Regions from separate parts of the Macaca mulatta genome. Here region 1 is linked to region 2. Evidence: chromatin contacts called from public Hi-C data. All regions are on one chromosome and are shown on one strand. Each heading gives the region's core, a stretch centred on a gene start, on an enhancer-like site or on the middle of the called end of the contact. The rest is flanking DNA. Distances are from core to core; before and after follow the strand shown. Region 1 holds the start of MRPS25 (mitochondrial ribosomal protein S25). Region 2 holds the start of LOC100423625.

What was found. Hi-C and Micro-C count contacts between places; a contact is called where the count stands out from the background.
Region 1: a Hi-C map of cortical neurons shows a contact between it and region 2, with 4 times the contacts expected there. The contact joins the promoter of MRPS25 here to the promoter of LOC100423625 in region 2.

Annotation. Positions count from the first base shown.
Region 1 is chr2:153,869,575-153,872,530 of T2T-MMU8v2.0, forward strand. MRPS25 (mitochondrial ribosomal protein S25) reads right to left here and starts at 1,503. Exons shown (of 4, transcript NM_001257670.1): 1 at 1,343-1,503. The coding sequence starts at 1,476.
Region 2 is chr2:153,754,458-153,757,585 of T2T-MMU8v2.0, forward strand. It overlaps LOC100423625, which reads right to left and starts at 1,528. Exons shown (of 4, transcript XM_077994120.1): 1 at 1,223-1,528; 2 at 968-1,149; 3 at 1-905. The coding sequence starts at 1,528. The coding sequence ends at 389. NR2C2 (nuclear receptor subfamily 2 group C member 2) reads left to right here and starts at 372. Exons shown (of 16, transcript XM_077993641.1): 1 at 372-695.

The sequences.
Region 1 (2,956 bases), core at 253-2,752, 120 kb after region 2:
AAAATCTGGATTTCAGCTTCTTGACAAATCAGAAATTCTCCACGGAGCCCACAGTGCCAAACAGTGAAGGGCCCTCCGGGTAGGGCAAGTGCTCTCCAGCTCGCTGCGGGCCGCATCGAGACCCCCACCCCTTCCCATTATCTGCCTGGCAGTTGCCCTGGGACAGAGGTGTGCACAGTCGTGCAGTAGGTTATGAAGGAGTGTCTGGGTGCCCATTCACCCTAAGACCAAGACCAAGTCTTCCAGGAAGCCATCAAGCCAGCTGATTCCAGGCAAGCAGGTCCAAGTTCTCAGATTCACCTGCGCAGAGCAAATGGCTAGGAAGTGGCTTCCGGCTCTCCTGAAGGGCCATGCAGTGAAGGTCCGTCACCAAGGGGACCATGCCCCACAGGGAGTGCTCCACGCCTCATTTTGATCCAACATACACCCAGTCCCAAAGTTTCTGCGGGCTAAGGCCGTCTCCTCCATCACTGCTGAACTCCCAGCACACAGCACACAGCCTAGCACTCAGAGGGTACTCAATAAATGTAGACTTCATACCTGCAGAGCCTAAGGCACGCGGCCTCAGGGTCAATCCAAACCTTTCACTTGCCAACTGCCATTCAATGAGTCCCTGCTCTGTTCCAAGCTGAAAGACATCCTAGGCGTCCCCTATAGTTCCCTCTAGTCGGGGTAGGGCCTGCTGCTGCACAGCTGACATAATTAATTACTTCCAAACCTTGAGTCCCGAAGGAAGCGCTTTCACTTACTCCTGGCCACACAGCCCGGCTCACCGCTCACTGGCTGCCATGGTGTCTCGGGGAGCCGCAAGTTATTTAACCTCTCTGTGCACTTCCCCAGCCTTAGAGTGGCGGTAAGCTGGGGTTTCTGTAGGCATCAGAAGAGAGAAAGCGCGAGAAGCATTCAGAACTGTGCGAGACATGATCAGTGTTCGCAGCTGTTATTTCTCTCATTTTATTCTCAGATTCGTCCTGGGGCAGGGGTGTCATTCCCGTCACCCCGAAAGGATCTGCGGCTGCCCCTCCCCAGCGCTTGCCTTGCTGGCCACAGGGGCCAAGGGAAACGGTGGCCTCCGCCAGGTCAGCCTCGCCCACCGCGCCGGAGGAAGGAGATCTAGGAGGGGGGTTCTTGTCCTCCGCCCCGCAAACCTCGTCACGACTGCAGCCGGCCTGGCGGGGGCCCCGCCGTCCGCCTCAGTCTCGACCTCTGTAAAATGGGGGTAACAGCGCCGACCTGGGGGGCCCGCCCCGGGGCTGAGCGGGCGCCCAGCGCGACTAGGGACCTCACGTTACCAGCAGGCTGGCACGAGTAACAGGTTACGGCTGCCGGGGCTGCGACTGACCTGGCGCCCTCGCCCAGCTCCCCGTGCGTGTTGTAATTCACTGTCATGACCTTCACGGACTCCTTGAACACCACGTTTCCCTGGCTCAGATATTGCAGGGTGCGGCGGATGGGGAAGCGGCCTTTCATGGGCATGGCGGCGACGGTGGCGGGGCCGACCCCACTGCGCGCGCCGAACAGCGACGAGAAGGACTAGCTAGCAACCGGCGCGGATCTCACGCCGCTTCTCCCCAGAGCCAGGTTCCACCTCCCGCGCAGACGCACAGGAGACGCTTCCCGGAGGGCAGTGCACGCCGCGGAGCACCCTGGGACTCGTAGGCGGCCTTCGACCTGGCCCGGCGAGAGCCGGCGTGTGCATCTTCGCTTTAGGACTCCTTCCGCTTGGAAGATTTAGGTTTTCGCGTCCTGTAAGTTAGTAATTTCCCCATCCACTAACGGGAAAATATTTTTACATAGGCTAAATGTCAGACATTGCAATAAGAAATAATCAGGAAAACTGAGTTTGGATATCAAATCAGCTGATAACATTCTATTGAACCTAAAGTCCATTTTTCTCCCTGAACATCTCCAGCTTTAACATGAAGAGTTCAAACTGCACTTTCTGACATTGACTTAAACTTCTTAGCAAAAGAAAAAAAAATGGTTTGGGATCAATTGCTTCCTAAGTTCAGCCACTTAACAACTCAGGACCTCAATTTTCTTACAAACAAACTATGGGTGACATGCATTTCTAGGGCCAGGCGCGGTGGCTCCTGCCTGTAAACCCAGCCTTTGGGGAGGCCGAGGCGGGAAGAGTGCTTGAGGTCAGGAATTCGAGACTAGCCTGCCCAATACGGCGAAACCCCATGTCTACCGAAAATACAAAAAAAAGCCGGGTGTAGTGGCAGCGCCTGTGGTCCCAGCTACTCAGAAGGCTGAGGTGGGAGGATCGCTTGAACCCGGGAAGCGGGGATTGCAGTGAACCAAGATCGCGCCACTGCACTCTAGCCTGGGTGACAGAGCAAGACTCCGTCTCAAAAAAAAAAAAAAAGTGCATTTCTGAAGTACTCTTGATCTGAAAGTTATTTCTCCTTCTCTTTTGAAGAGTAATTTTGCCAGATTTAGAATTCTAGGTTAGTGTTTTTCCTTTCCCTCCCTCCCTTCCTTCCTGGCTGGAGTGCAATGGTGCTATCTTGGCTCACTGCAACCTCCGCCTCCTAGGTTCAAGCGATTCTCCTGCCTCAGCCTCCTGAGTAGCTGGAATTACAGGCATGCGCCACTACACCCAGCTAATTTTATATTTTCAGTAGAGACGGGGTTTCTCCATGTTGGTCAGGCTGGTCTCGAACTCCTGTCCTCAGATGATTCGCCCGTCTCAGCTTCCCAAAGTGCTGGGATTACTGGCGTGAGCCACCGTGCCCAATCCTGGTGTTTTTCTTTCAACAATTTAAATACTTCACTCCACTCTTTTTTTGCTTGCATGGTTTCAAACAAGTAATTAGCTGTAATTATGTTTATTGGTATGATGGCTTTTTCCTTTAGCTTCTTCTTTCACAATTTTCTCTTGGTGTTTGGTTTACCGGGTTAGAATAAGGTAATGCAGAGCTGTAGATGTTTTGTATTTGTCCTGCTTGGA
Region 2 (3,128 bases), core at 278-2,777:
TGCGAGCCTTCCAGAAGCCTCGGCTAAGCGGGAGGCCAGTGTGGAGGCCGCCACTGCGAGGACGGTCCCCATCCAGCCGCGAGAAGCTCGCAGTTACCCGGAGAGGCGGGCCTGCTTCCGGGTAACCGTGCGCGACGTCCACGAGTTTTTAGGACGACCAGCCCTTCAGCCTCTAGGCCCCGACGCCTGCGCCATTTAAGCCACACATCCGCCCGCCGGCCGCAGTCACCGCTGCCCGGGGCCCCGCAGCCCACGGGCCGGATGGACCGAGCGCCGGCCGCGGCGTTCCGGTGCGCGCGCGCGCCTCAGCCAATCGCGTGCTCGCCCGCCCCCCGCCGCCGCGGCGAGGCTGGCGCTGGGAAGAGGAAGAAGAACATTCGCCCTCCTCCTACCAGCGCGCGGGCGGCGGCGGCGGCGGCACCGGGGTCACGAACTCTGACCTTTCACTGACAAAAACAATAACAAACCCCCCCTTCTCCGCGACCCCGGCGGCGCCCCCGGGCCCGTCCCCGCCACCCCGCTCCCACCTCGACGTCTCGTCTCTCGCCCGCTGCTCCGTGAGCCCGCGGCCGCCGGGCTCCCGCCATCCGCCGACGCCGGGAGCCCGGGCTCCCCTCGCCCTGCCCTCCGCGCCGGGGGCCGCCCGCCGCAGACACGGGACCCGCTTCGAGGCCGCTTTGGCGCCAAATCCTGAGGTAAAATTGAAGGAGGGTCGGGCGGGCGCGGGGCGACGGCGGAGGGGGCGGGCCTGGCGCGCGGACATGGAGGCGCCGCGGCGGCGGCTGAACCTGACCCTTTTACCTTTGCCACGGGGTGGCGGCGGCGGCGCCCGGCGCTTTGCATAGTGGGCCGGGCCGCTCCCTTCTCCTCCCCGCCCGCGGCCGGGCGAAGCGAGCGGGTTCCCCCTGACCGGCCCGGCCGGCGCAAGGGTGGGGGCGGAGGGGGAATGGCCGCGGCCCCGCCTCACAGTTGGCCCTCCGCCAGCGCCGCCATTTTGTTCTCGACGGAGATGGCTCCGGCTGGGCGGGCTCCCTTCCTCCTTATTCTCCTCCTCCCTCCTGCAGTCCCTTCTTCCCTCTCTCCCGGGCTTTTCACCCCTCCGCTTCTAGTCCGCTTTTGGCGGCCGCCTGAGCCCAACCGCCGTTTTTTCTGAAGGGGAGGGTAAAGGAAAAGGAGGAAGGCGGGTGCGAGGCGCGACCTTGTGAGCGACTGATGGGCTGACCAATTGGCGCCCGGATAGGAGGGTCGGGCCCTGTGGCACCGCCCCCCTGATCTTTGCTGACTGGCTAAGGCGGAAGAGGGCGGTCCTTGTGGGGCGCGGGAGCCCTGGCGGGGCGGGAGTAGAGGCCAGGGCGCGGAGTGGGGCCGGGTCGGCGGGGGCGGGGCCGGGGGCGGGGCGCGAGGGGCGCGGCCGGGTGGAGAGGCCGGCACCCGCCGGCCCTGGGTCTGGAGGTGGGCGGCTTCCCTCCGCCTGGAACGCGTCCAGAATGAGTACAGAAGAACAATAGTAATAAAGGTGATGAAGCATTTCGAGTCCACGATGCGGTCTCATGGGAAGAGGTTTTCGGAACCAGGACACCTTTCAGGGCTCCTGCTCGTCATTTCGGCGCGGCCTTGGCGCATCCCGTAATGAAGCTCAATGTTATCTACTGTAAATGGGTAGCATGGGCGTTCTTGCCAGGCCGGACCTCCCTTCTGAGCATTGTTTGTGGGGCTGTTCTCAGAAAATGGAGTCAACGCTACTTTGCGAGCCTCAGAGTCACTTGGAAATGGTGTTATTGTTAAAAATGGGTTTACAGCCACCAAGGGAGGCAAGCTTAAGGGTATTTAGGGTTTGAGAGAGCACAATTCGGGGGTGATTCTCTTCTCATTCGTTCACTGAATACATGTTGATTTAGTTTTTAAGGCATTGAGGGTACATCTGGAGAACCAGCTGTACAAGACTCCTGCCCTTACTAGAGTTGGGGGCTGGGAGGTGAATAGACAAAGAAATAATTCCAGAGAGTCATAAGTTCTGTGAAAGAAAAGAAGCCAAATGACCTGCTGAAGAAGACCTGAGGCATTAATTTAGATGGAATGGTCAGGGTGGCCTCTCTGAGCAAGTGATGTTTGAACAGAGGAACCCGAGGAAGGAATGGCATTCCAGACAGGACAGCCCATGTAACGGCCCTGGAGGAAGATCATTTGATGTGACGAGAACTGGCTGCTTGTGGCTGGAGAGTTGGTTGAAACTAGTAATTGTCCATTATCCCACTCTGTCTCCAGGCCAAAGGCTGTGAAATAATAGCAACGGTAGTGAGAAACAAATCTTCAATATAATAATAAGAAAGTCGATAAAGATACAGCCTTCATGTGATTTGCTGATGAATACAAGACTTGGGAGGAGGGCCTCAGAAACTCACTTTACTTCCAGATTCAAATCCTTCGTCAGCCTCTTATATATATTTTCAATTCATCAGTATTTCCTGAGTGCTACGAATACTCCAGGCACTATGTGCTAGGCTGGGAATACAAAAATGACTAAGACACTGGTCCTCAAACGTGAATATGATTGATTGATTGATTGAGACCAGAGTCTCACTCTGTCGCCCAGGCTGGAGTTGAATATAATTCTCTGTGTGTGAGTTCTCTCTCTCTCTCGAGATAGAGATATGTATACACATACATACACAGACATAAAATGTTTTAGTGTTGTGGTTAGCAACTCCCAACTTTTAGTAGCAGTGTGATTTTGCTAGGAAAGCTACCTTTCCTAGCCTCACTGTCCTCATCTGGACAATAATAGAACCTTCCTTCTAGAACTGAAGATTAAATGAGTTAATGTAAATAATAGAGCTTAGAAAAGTGCCTGACGTGTAGTAAATACTGTGTAAATAGAGTTATTGTCATTATGAACTACTGGTATAGACATTGCACTAAGTGATATAAACAATGAAATTTTTATGCAGTGTGGTGTAGGAGCAAAAGCAATAGATTCGAACACCTAGATAATAGTTTTGGCTCTATGCTTTCAGCTAGTTACATGGCATCCAGGACAAAAGTTTAGAAAACAAAATAGTGGAGCTAAATAGTACTAACCAAAGTATAGGGTGCTTTATGATTTATAAAACTCTCTTACAGGCAGTATG